3 separate regions of the Mus musculus genome follow, and all the other regions are linked to region 1. Evidence: chromatin contacts called from public HiChIP or PLAC-seq and promoter capture Hi-C data. All regions are on one chromosome and are shown on one strand. The core of a region is the stretch at or near the end of the contact, and the rest is flanking DNA. Distances in the headings are between cores, read along the strand shown.

Region 1 (2,772 bases), core at 186-2,685:
AAAAAGCTTTGCTTTCAATCCTATGAGATTCCTATTCAATCTATCGAGCTGACAGCAGTCTATTACATGCCAGACACGGGAACTGTTCACCGTGTGTGTATATGTGTGTGTGTGTAATGGTAGTGGTGGTTTGGGGACAGACCCCTAGCTCAGGCCTTGTATATTCAAAAGCTCCATCCCCAACCTGTTTTACAACTTGTTTTACAGAGGCCTGTGGAACAGAACAAACACAAGTCAGTGTTCTCATGAAGAAGACACTGATGTGAGAAGAAAAGCAAACTTGTATTTCCAATGGGATGTGGTTAGGAGGGGAAACAGTAATAAGAAAATGAAACGGTGTATCCATCGCTGGCCTCAAACAGTAACTTTTCTGTACTTACTGAGGTCATCTTTCTTCCCTCCATTTTTGGAACAGGATTTTATTCTGTACTCAACTCCAGGCTTGCCTAAAACATCATAGCCCAGGCTGGCCTAGAACTCCAGGTAATCTCTGCTCAGAGATTATGAACATGACTACCAAGCTTAGACTTCACTGAGGGTACACCAATGGCTTCAACCTATGTTTTGAGAAGGTTTAGGGGAGGTGGCCCAAGACAGCAATATCAGTTACTTGGAGGTTAAGTAAAGAAGGTTCACATGAGCCCAGAAGAACAAGACTAGACTCCACTCTCAAAAAGCAAAACCAAACAAAAGTTCATACAGCATGTTTAGGCTGCTGTTATGTGAAATGGAGAAAAAAAAAAATCTTGTCACTGTCATTATTGGCTGTGACCGTGGCAAAGTTCCTTAACTCCGTGGTTGTCAAAAGGGGAAAGTCAGGAGTCCCCAAACGACAACACTGTTTTGCAGACTCAGCAAGATGACACTAATACTCTGGTAAAGAATAAACTGGTAAAGAATAAACGGCCAACAAAGACGGACCACCAAAACTATTAAGATTAAGACCATTTATTATTATCATCATTGTAGTCACCAGTCGGCACCTCGTTGGCACTGAGGGCAAACTGTGCCACCTGAGCAGCTTGCAGGCTGGGAACGCGGAGCCCGCAGCTGACACGGGAGCCAGACCTGGGAACTCCCAGGGACTGGCCCGGGAACAGCGCCCGAGCCGCCGGGGCAGGGCAGGGCCGATCGGGGGGATCCGAGGAGGTCGGGCTGCTGGGGGAGGGCAGGGCCTGGCCACGGCGTCCTCTCCGCCCCTCCCGTTGGATCCCGGCATCCCTGCCCCCACCCACCCCGGCACCCGGTCGCTCCCGCCCCCGGGCTCCGGCCCGCACCGTCTCGTCAGGTTCCATGCGGATCTTGAAGGTCTGCTGCTGCAACGTTTTAAGGGTGATGGTGACGGCCATGGCGGGGCCGGAGCAATGCGGCAGCCCCGGGATCCTCGTACTACATGCAACTCACGCCGCCGCCATCTTAGCGCCCAGCCGCGCCGCGCCAAGCACTTCCGGGGCAAGTGTGCAGCGCCCGCCGATCGTCAGCGCCGGTGACACCCTCCTCGACCTCTAGAGCATGCGCGGCTGCACCTTACCTTAGACATGCGCAATCTTAGCTTTGTGAGCTTTTGCTGTGTGCACCAGCATTCCGCTGTCTTGGTGACATCATTTCTGCTAACAGTGATGTCATTATACCCACAAAATGGCTCCTAAGGACTTTTAAAGTTTTTAAGGTGTTTGTTGTAGATTTCTGCTCCTAAGTTATTTTTCATACATTCTGCCTATTTCAAGTGACCCAATTTGGATCTGGTCAAAATAAAAGGAATCTTAGCAGAGGACTGCCTAGAAGTTACCATCAATCAATGTAGAGGAGGGCAACTATGTGACCCCATTTTCAAGGACCATCTTAATTTTTGGAATAAATTTACACTTCTAGTTCATGAGTTCCCCACATCTTTGTAATCCTGCAATGACCTACCTATTCATCCAAACATTTTCAAGGTTCTTTTATATTAAATATGTAATTCTCCCCTCCATAAATTTTCCTTACTTACACCAACTCTTAAGGTACCTACATTTTTCGTGGGGGGAAGGGGTAGTATTCATGAAGCTTTAGACCACCCTCACATACCAAAAAGTAATGAAAATGTCAGACTCAGGATAGGGCAGTTCATCAGGGTGATTTAAGGGACTCTCAAACAGAACTAACATCACCATCCTCTTAGATGCTTGCTTTGCCCAGTGTTTCTATCCACACCAATGATCAGGCAATTAACCAAGGCCTGCCTCCCTCCCTTCACTTGAGTCTAGACTCCAGAATTGAAAGCTAGATCACAACTTTCTTGTGAAGAACACAGGCTTCCTCCTGCCCATTCTTCAACCTACTACACTAGAGTATAAAAGGCAGCCTTGAGACTCAACAATGAGTCTCTTCTTTTCCTTGTGGTGGGGATGGAACCCAGGCCATGCTAGCTAAGTGTCCAACTGAACTACATAACCCAATCCTGGAATCTATCTTTATCAGCTCAGTCCTAGAACCATGGGCCCTTGGGGAAAGTAGATCACTGTCCCTGAGCTCAGTCAGTCCCTTTGACTATTATCTACCAGCATGCACCCCACTACTGTGAACTTTGCTCAGCTTTCCTAGGTGTCAGTCCAACAGATCCATCCCACTTTTAACCAAGATGGCTAATATTTGAATTCACTAAATTCTAGTCAGTCTGTCAATGAGGTCTGTGCTAGAATCAAAACTTACACGTCTATGAGTTTAGGATCAAGACCTGATGGCTACTCTCCCATTTAGAGACTATGGGATACATATAAATGACATTTCTGA
Region 2 (2,772 bases), core at 113-2,612, 640 kb before region 1:
CAAACTTGCCATGAAACTAACGGCGGACTTGAGCTCCGCATTCTCTTTCCTGCAACTCTCAAGTGCTAGGGTTATGGGCATGGGCCACCAACTCCAGCTCAGGCGGCCTTGTCTTTATGGAGAGAGTGTAGACATTCCTGGGATTGTCTCTGCCGCCTCAGTTTTTCCATCTGTGAATGGGAACTTTTGGAGATGCAGTGGAACAGAGCACACTCTCTAGTCTCCCATAGGGTGCTGAGGTCTCCTCATATCCTGTGTTGAATGTCCTCAGTGGACATGGAGGTGTGTCTTCCTAGCTGGCCATGGGGAAGGATTGAGGGTGGTGGCGTGGGCGTGAGAATTCTTGGGTAGGGAAGGACAGCATCATGCCGGGCATGGCTGAGTCACACTCGAGCGGCGCCTTGCCTCAGGCTGCTGGAGCTAGAACTGGCGCCACCCTGGGTGTGGCTACTGAGCTGTGGCCCTGGGCAGAGCAGGGCTGGGTGGCAGGATGGGCACATGGGCCTTGAGGGACTCGGGGGAGCAAATCTGGGATGCCCGGTGATACCTCCCTTTTGTCTCCTGTGTACATTTGGGGCTCTGGAACCCTAAGCTTTGGGCCTGGGAATAATAATAATTATCGATCTATTAATAAAAGTTTTTGAGGCATGATCTAATGTAATGTAGTCCATGCTGGCCTGGAACTGGATAAGTAGTCCAGGATGTCCTTGAACTGGTCCTTAGGCCTCCACCTCCTGAATGCTAGGCTTACTTGTGTGCACCATGATGAAGGGTTTCTGCTTTAAGATGGGACCTGCTGACTCCATGCTTCCAGCAAAATAGCCAAGCACTCTCTACCCACAGTCAACTTTGGGGGTCGAGACACAGTCTCATTTCATAGCCTACCGCGGTCTTGAACACATGGCAGTCCTCCTGGCTCAGCCTCCTGAATGGTAGACTGACAGAGACGCCTCACAATGCCTGGCTGGTTCCTGGAAGTTTTGCGGAGTTAAGGGAGTGAGCCAAGCCTTCCAGAAGACAGTGGGTGATGGAGGTCAGCGCTCCTATCTCCAGTCCCAGGCCAGGCCAGGACCTGGGATGAACTTCACCCTGGGAGCACTGATTGGCTTGAGGGGAACCCAGCACCGCAAACAGAATGTTAAGGAATAGAGTGGGGGATCTGGTTGTTGGACTGTGTGGCTGGCGGGCAGCGAGGGTGGGACGTGGCTGTCGTCTTTGCCTATTTATACCAAGTGATTCAGCCCTCCCTCACCCCTTCCTGCGCCCCCTCCACTCGCGGCTAGGCACTAGGCCCACCCACTTGCCTATGCCCTGCCCCCCAACCCGGGCGGGTTGTCTGGTTCCTGCGTGGGGACGGACGTGGAGGGCAGGCATCTGTGCCGCAGGTCGGGTTGGCCCCAACCCAGCCGCCCAGCTCCTGGGAAGAGTGGGCCATTAGCGAGCGCTGGTGGCTGGGGCGGGGGCGGAGCTGGGCGGAGACTGCAGCCCTTGGTATTTTCCGATCCTCGCTGCTTCGCGAGAGTGGAAAGTATTTGAGGATCAGGGTTGGGGACGACCGGAGGGCCTCTGCCCTGGTTCTTTCTTGGGGTTCACTGTGGGTCCTCCAGGGATGCCGAGGGCTTGAAGGCTGTGTGTGCTAATTTAACTGACTGGGATACCACAGCCCAAGGCCCCCCGCCCTGTTTCTCAAGCCCTCCAGCTCCAGGACTTCTGTCCCTTTGAGTCTCCCTGTGAGACTAAGAGTCAGTACAGGGTGTCCCAGCTCCTGGACACCTGCGTGGTAATGCCCCCTCCACGCCAGACACAGACCTCTGGTGTGTGTGAGGATGGGAGTGGCCTTGGCTGCAGCCTTGGGCTCTTTGTAGGGGAAACCCCACAGGAAACCAGCCTGGCCAAATGGCCGCCCTTCCCGTTCTGGTCCCTGGGACGAATATGCTGTCTCACTTCCGGAGGTGATTGGGGAGGCTGGTCAGCCTGTGGACCTGGGCTGCCCCCAGAACCCAAAGAGACAGAGGTGGATTGGGGCTGGAGACTGTGTGTGTGTGTGTGTGTGTGTGTGTGTAAGCACGCGTACTGGGGAAGACACATCAGAATATCTCAATCCTTATTCCTCATTCCTCAGACATCGGTGATGCCAGATCTAGACGTTAAATCCACTGTCCTGCCTGTCACTGCCTGATATGACTGAATGCTTCTGTCCTTGATGTCACCCAGGAACTCTTCCAATTATTGGGAAGTAGAGATTTTCTTTTTTTTTAAGACTTATTTTTTTACTTTTGTGTATGTGTTGGGTATGTGCATGTATGTGTAGGTGCCTAAAGGGTCCAGAAGAGGGCGCCACATGTGAGCCGGGAAACCAAATTCAGGTTCTCAGAAAGCAATATGCAGTCTAAACTATTGAGTCATCTTTCCAGCCCTGAACTTGTTTTCTTTTTTTTTTTTTAAGATTTATTATTATATGTAAGTACGCTGTAGCTGTCTTTAGACACTCCAGAAGAGGGTGTTAGATCTCATTACGGATGGTTGTGAGCTACCATGTGGTGGCTAGGATTTGAACTCAGGACCTTCGGAAGGGCAGTCAGTGCTCTTACCCGCTGAGCCATCTCTCTAGCCCTAAACTTATCTTTTTTAGAGTCTCATGTATCCCAGGTTGCCCTCCAGCTTGCTCTGTAGACACATTTCTTGTTTTTATTTTTATTTTGTTTTTCCTAGACAGGCTTTCTCTGTGTAGTCCTGGCTGTCCTGGAACTTCCTCTGTAGACCAGGCTGGCC
Region 3 (2,772 bases), core at 140-2,639, 590 kb after region 1:
AGAAAGCACCTTTACCACCTAAAGCCATCTCACTGGCCAATAACCAGGAAATTAAAAACAGATATTTTCCCCAAAAGATTATTTTATGCCAAGTAAAACAAGGGACTTGTGCCCTACAGAAACAGAATGCATAATTCATACTGTAAAAGCCTTAACTGAAAATTATTTAAACATCAAAGTAATCTGCCAACAGACTGATCACAAAGTGCAAGTTTGCTACAATTTAGTTGGGTGGAAAGAATGAACGTAACTCTACATTTTGGAAAACATGACTGTTTTGATATTGCAGACTGGTATGCTCTATCGACTAAACTTGCACAACTTTCCATCATCAGCATTTTTAAACATTGCCTATAAATCATACTGAATAAAACATGTAACTTTTTTGTTTAAAGATTTTAATAAACCTACAAGGACACGCCCTAAATAATATACTTAAATCAGATTTTAAGTCTCCACCCATTTCCAATTACTCCAGAGAGAAGGAGGGGGGAGGGGAAGAGAGAGAGGTAGTCATTTTAGGAAGATTCAGGAAAAAGAAGTACAGCCAGATCTGCATGCCGGCATGAAGGCCTAAGGATGATTTTAATGGAATGAGTTTTTGTTCATCACACTATAATTAGGCGTACTTAAATGTAGGAAAAGAAAAATGATTTTTTTAAAAATTACGACTATTACTCCATGAGTTCAGTCTAAATATGAATGATTTCAAATTCACGAATCCGCATATTTAAAAAAAAAATCTGTAAGCAGACATGTCAAATTTACAACAGTAAATAGCACGAATGGGACGGGGCACACGCAGAGAGGAAGAGCCTCAACGCCGACTTTATTCGAACCGTGTTCCGTTAACAACGTAGTGGAAGGACTAGAAACCACACATCAAACTGGTTGGTTTTTTTGCGGCGTTCCGGAAGTCCACAAATTTGCAAAAAAGTTAGCACCATTACTGTCCTTTTGTCTGCTTTATGCTGCCACCCAGGTGGCGGGGAGCGACAGCTGAGAAGCAGCACCGCACTCTCCCCAACCGCGAACAAAGCCATGCGGGGCGGCAGGGGTCCGCGGGCCGGCCCGGGACCAGAAGGGGCAGCGCCGGGTCCCCGCTCCCAGGCCCCCGCCGCCCGCGGGCCGCCGCGCACCGCCAACCGCCGCCGAGCAACGGCCACCCGCCCTGCCCGCCCCGCCCGCTCGCGCCGGCCCAGCCCACCTGTTGGTCGCACTCGGGGCACGATTTGGTGGCCATCTTCACTTTCTTGGCTCGAGTTGCAGACATGCTCCCCTCCTGAGCAGCGGTGGAAGCAGCGCCGTGCCTCCGCTGCTCCACACAGCGCGTCCTCACTCCAGCCGCGACCCAGCCGTGGAGGCGCGCGTGCGCGTGCGCGGGGCTGCGTGCGGGTTGGAGGAGGGGGGCGCCGCGGCCCTTCCAGGGAAGTCCCATCGCCACGCCCTCTAAGGCGGTGGACCGCTCGGGGGCGTGGCTCCGACGAGACTCCACCAACCAACGCACAGGTGGGCCGAGCCCTGGTGCTGGGCACGCCCCCTCGTCGGCCCCAGAACCAGAGCCTGAAATGGTTACTGGCAACGGAAAACCTCTCTGCAAATGTCAGCAATGCTAATCCGAGAGAAATTATAATAGACACTCGATGAAACCCCTAGGCTTCCAGCGTCAGGGGTATAAACTTCACTATTCATTAAATAATTGCCTACGATCCACTATTAAGCACACCGAATAAGAAATGTCTGCCTTCAAGGAACAGTCTACAAGGCTTTGTTTTTGGAGGGGGTGGAGAGGTTGGTCTGGTTTCATCTTGTGTATCACTGATACTGAGTAGTTTAAAATTAAAAGCAAATTATTTGAAAAGTGAAACAAAATGCTGTGCACTCCTATCATCCCAGCTTTCACTGCTCTTGTTCAGATCTACAGTGAGAGAGCAGAGAGATATTTTTAAACTGTAGTTTGATGAAGAAAGGAGCATGAGCTGGGTATAAAGTTGCAGAAAAGGGAGGGGTAACACACAGAGCATCTGCCATTGTTAAAGAGACTCCTCATACTCTGTACTATAGGAAAGGTATCTCAGGACAAAGACACTACCTGTCCAAAAAAAAAAAATCTAAACGTGTGAAAATGTAAAGTCAGTTAAAAGAAGTGTGTGTGTGAATAGAGTCCTTAACACAAGGGTTCCCCAATCCCAAATAACCCCCTAAGGAAGTCTCCAGGATCAGCCTTGAAGGGACACAAAACTTCTGCCACTTTGGATCAAAGGGAGCAGATGACATCTGGAGCTGACAGCATTATCTTGGGCTACTGGTCTTGCAAGTAAGAGAAATGTAATGTTCACTGCCTGGACACACACACGACCTTTACTCTCTCAAGAGGGCACACTAAGCCCGGTGTGGTGTCTGCACGCTTTTAATCCCAGCACTCAGGAGGCAGAGGCAGTCGGATTTCTGAGTTCGAGGCCAGCATGGTCTACAAAGTGAGTTCCAGGACAGCCAGAGCTATACAGAGAAACCCTATCTAAAAAAAAAGAAAAAAAGAAAGAAAAGAGGGCACACTAGGGAGATGGATCACAGGAAGAAAGAAAGTGGGCTTAGAGTTAGTGATTTTTCTGTATCAGCTGGGGTCAGAACTCACAGTCCTGTTTGATTGCCAAGTTGGAAAAGAATTGACACACGAATGTGGGTGGAGGGCAGGGAATTACTGTTCCATGCCACTAAATTCCTGGAACAAGACAGAGGCCTTTTGTGTAAACAAAGTCTCTCAAAGTCTCT

Evidence for each region. Promoter capture Hi-C pulls out the DNA fragments that hold promoters and counts their contacts. HiChIP or PLAC-seq counts read pairs in DNA pulled down with a chosen protein or histone mark.
Region 2: an H3K27ac HiChIP or PLAC-seq map of bone marrow-derived dendritic cells shows a contact between it and region 1, with 7 times the contacts expected there. The contact joins the enhancer-like site here to the promoter of Rad23a in region 1. A contact is called at or near these places in 10 of 39 promoter capture datasets (the 3T3-L1 cell line, the C10 cell line, the HPC-7 cell line and 7 more), 7 of 484 Hi-C or Micro-C datasets (the Ba/F3 cell line, Th1 cells, embryonic stem cells and 4 more), 18 of 115 datasets of contacts at active chromatin or transcription factors (the NIH/3T3 cell line, the SCID.adh cell line, acute myeloid leukemia and 14 more) and 4 of 9 other capture datasets (adipose tissue, embryonic stem cells, liver and 1 more).
Region 3: a contact with region 1 is called in a promoter capture Hi-C map of pre-B cells, with 3 times the contacts expected there. The contact joins the promoter of 4921524J17Rik here to the promoter of Rad23a in region 1. A contact is called at or near these places in 2 of 39 promoter capture datasets (cranial neural crest and pre-B cells).

What each region holds. Positions count from the first base shown.
Region 1 is chr8:84,839,217-84,841,988 of GRCm38.p6, forward strand. It overlaps Rad23a (RAD23 homolog A, nucleotide excision repair protein), which reads right to left and starts at 1,436. Exons shown (of 9, transcript NM_001297606.2): 1 at 1,278-1,436. The coding sequence starts at 1,349.
Region 2 is chr8:84,202,294-84,205,065 of GRCm38.p6, forward strand. No RefSeq gene overlaps it. Among named protein-coding and RNA genes, the nearest start is that of Mir23a, 4.8 kb to the right of the region's middle. Within about 2 kb of position 1,363, at least 381 of the 459 cell types and tissues checked have an H3K27ac peak or open chromatin away from gene starts, as enhancers often do. A contact at or near this core is called in the Ba/F3 cell line, the HPC-7 cell line, the NIH/3T3 cell line and 24 more, where this site is marked.
Region 3 is chr8:85,431,452-85,434,223 of GRCm38.p6, forward strand. It overlaps 4921524J17Rik (RIKEN cDNA 4921524J17 gene), which reads right to left and starts at 1,390. Exons shown (of 4, transcript NM_025722.3): 1 at 1,208-1,390. The coding sequence starts at 1,273.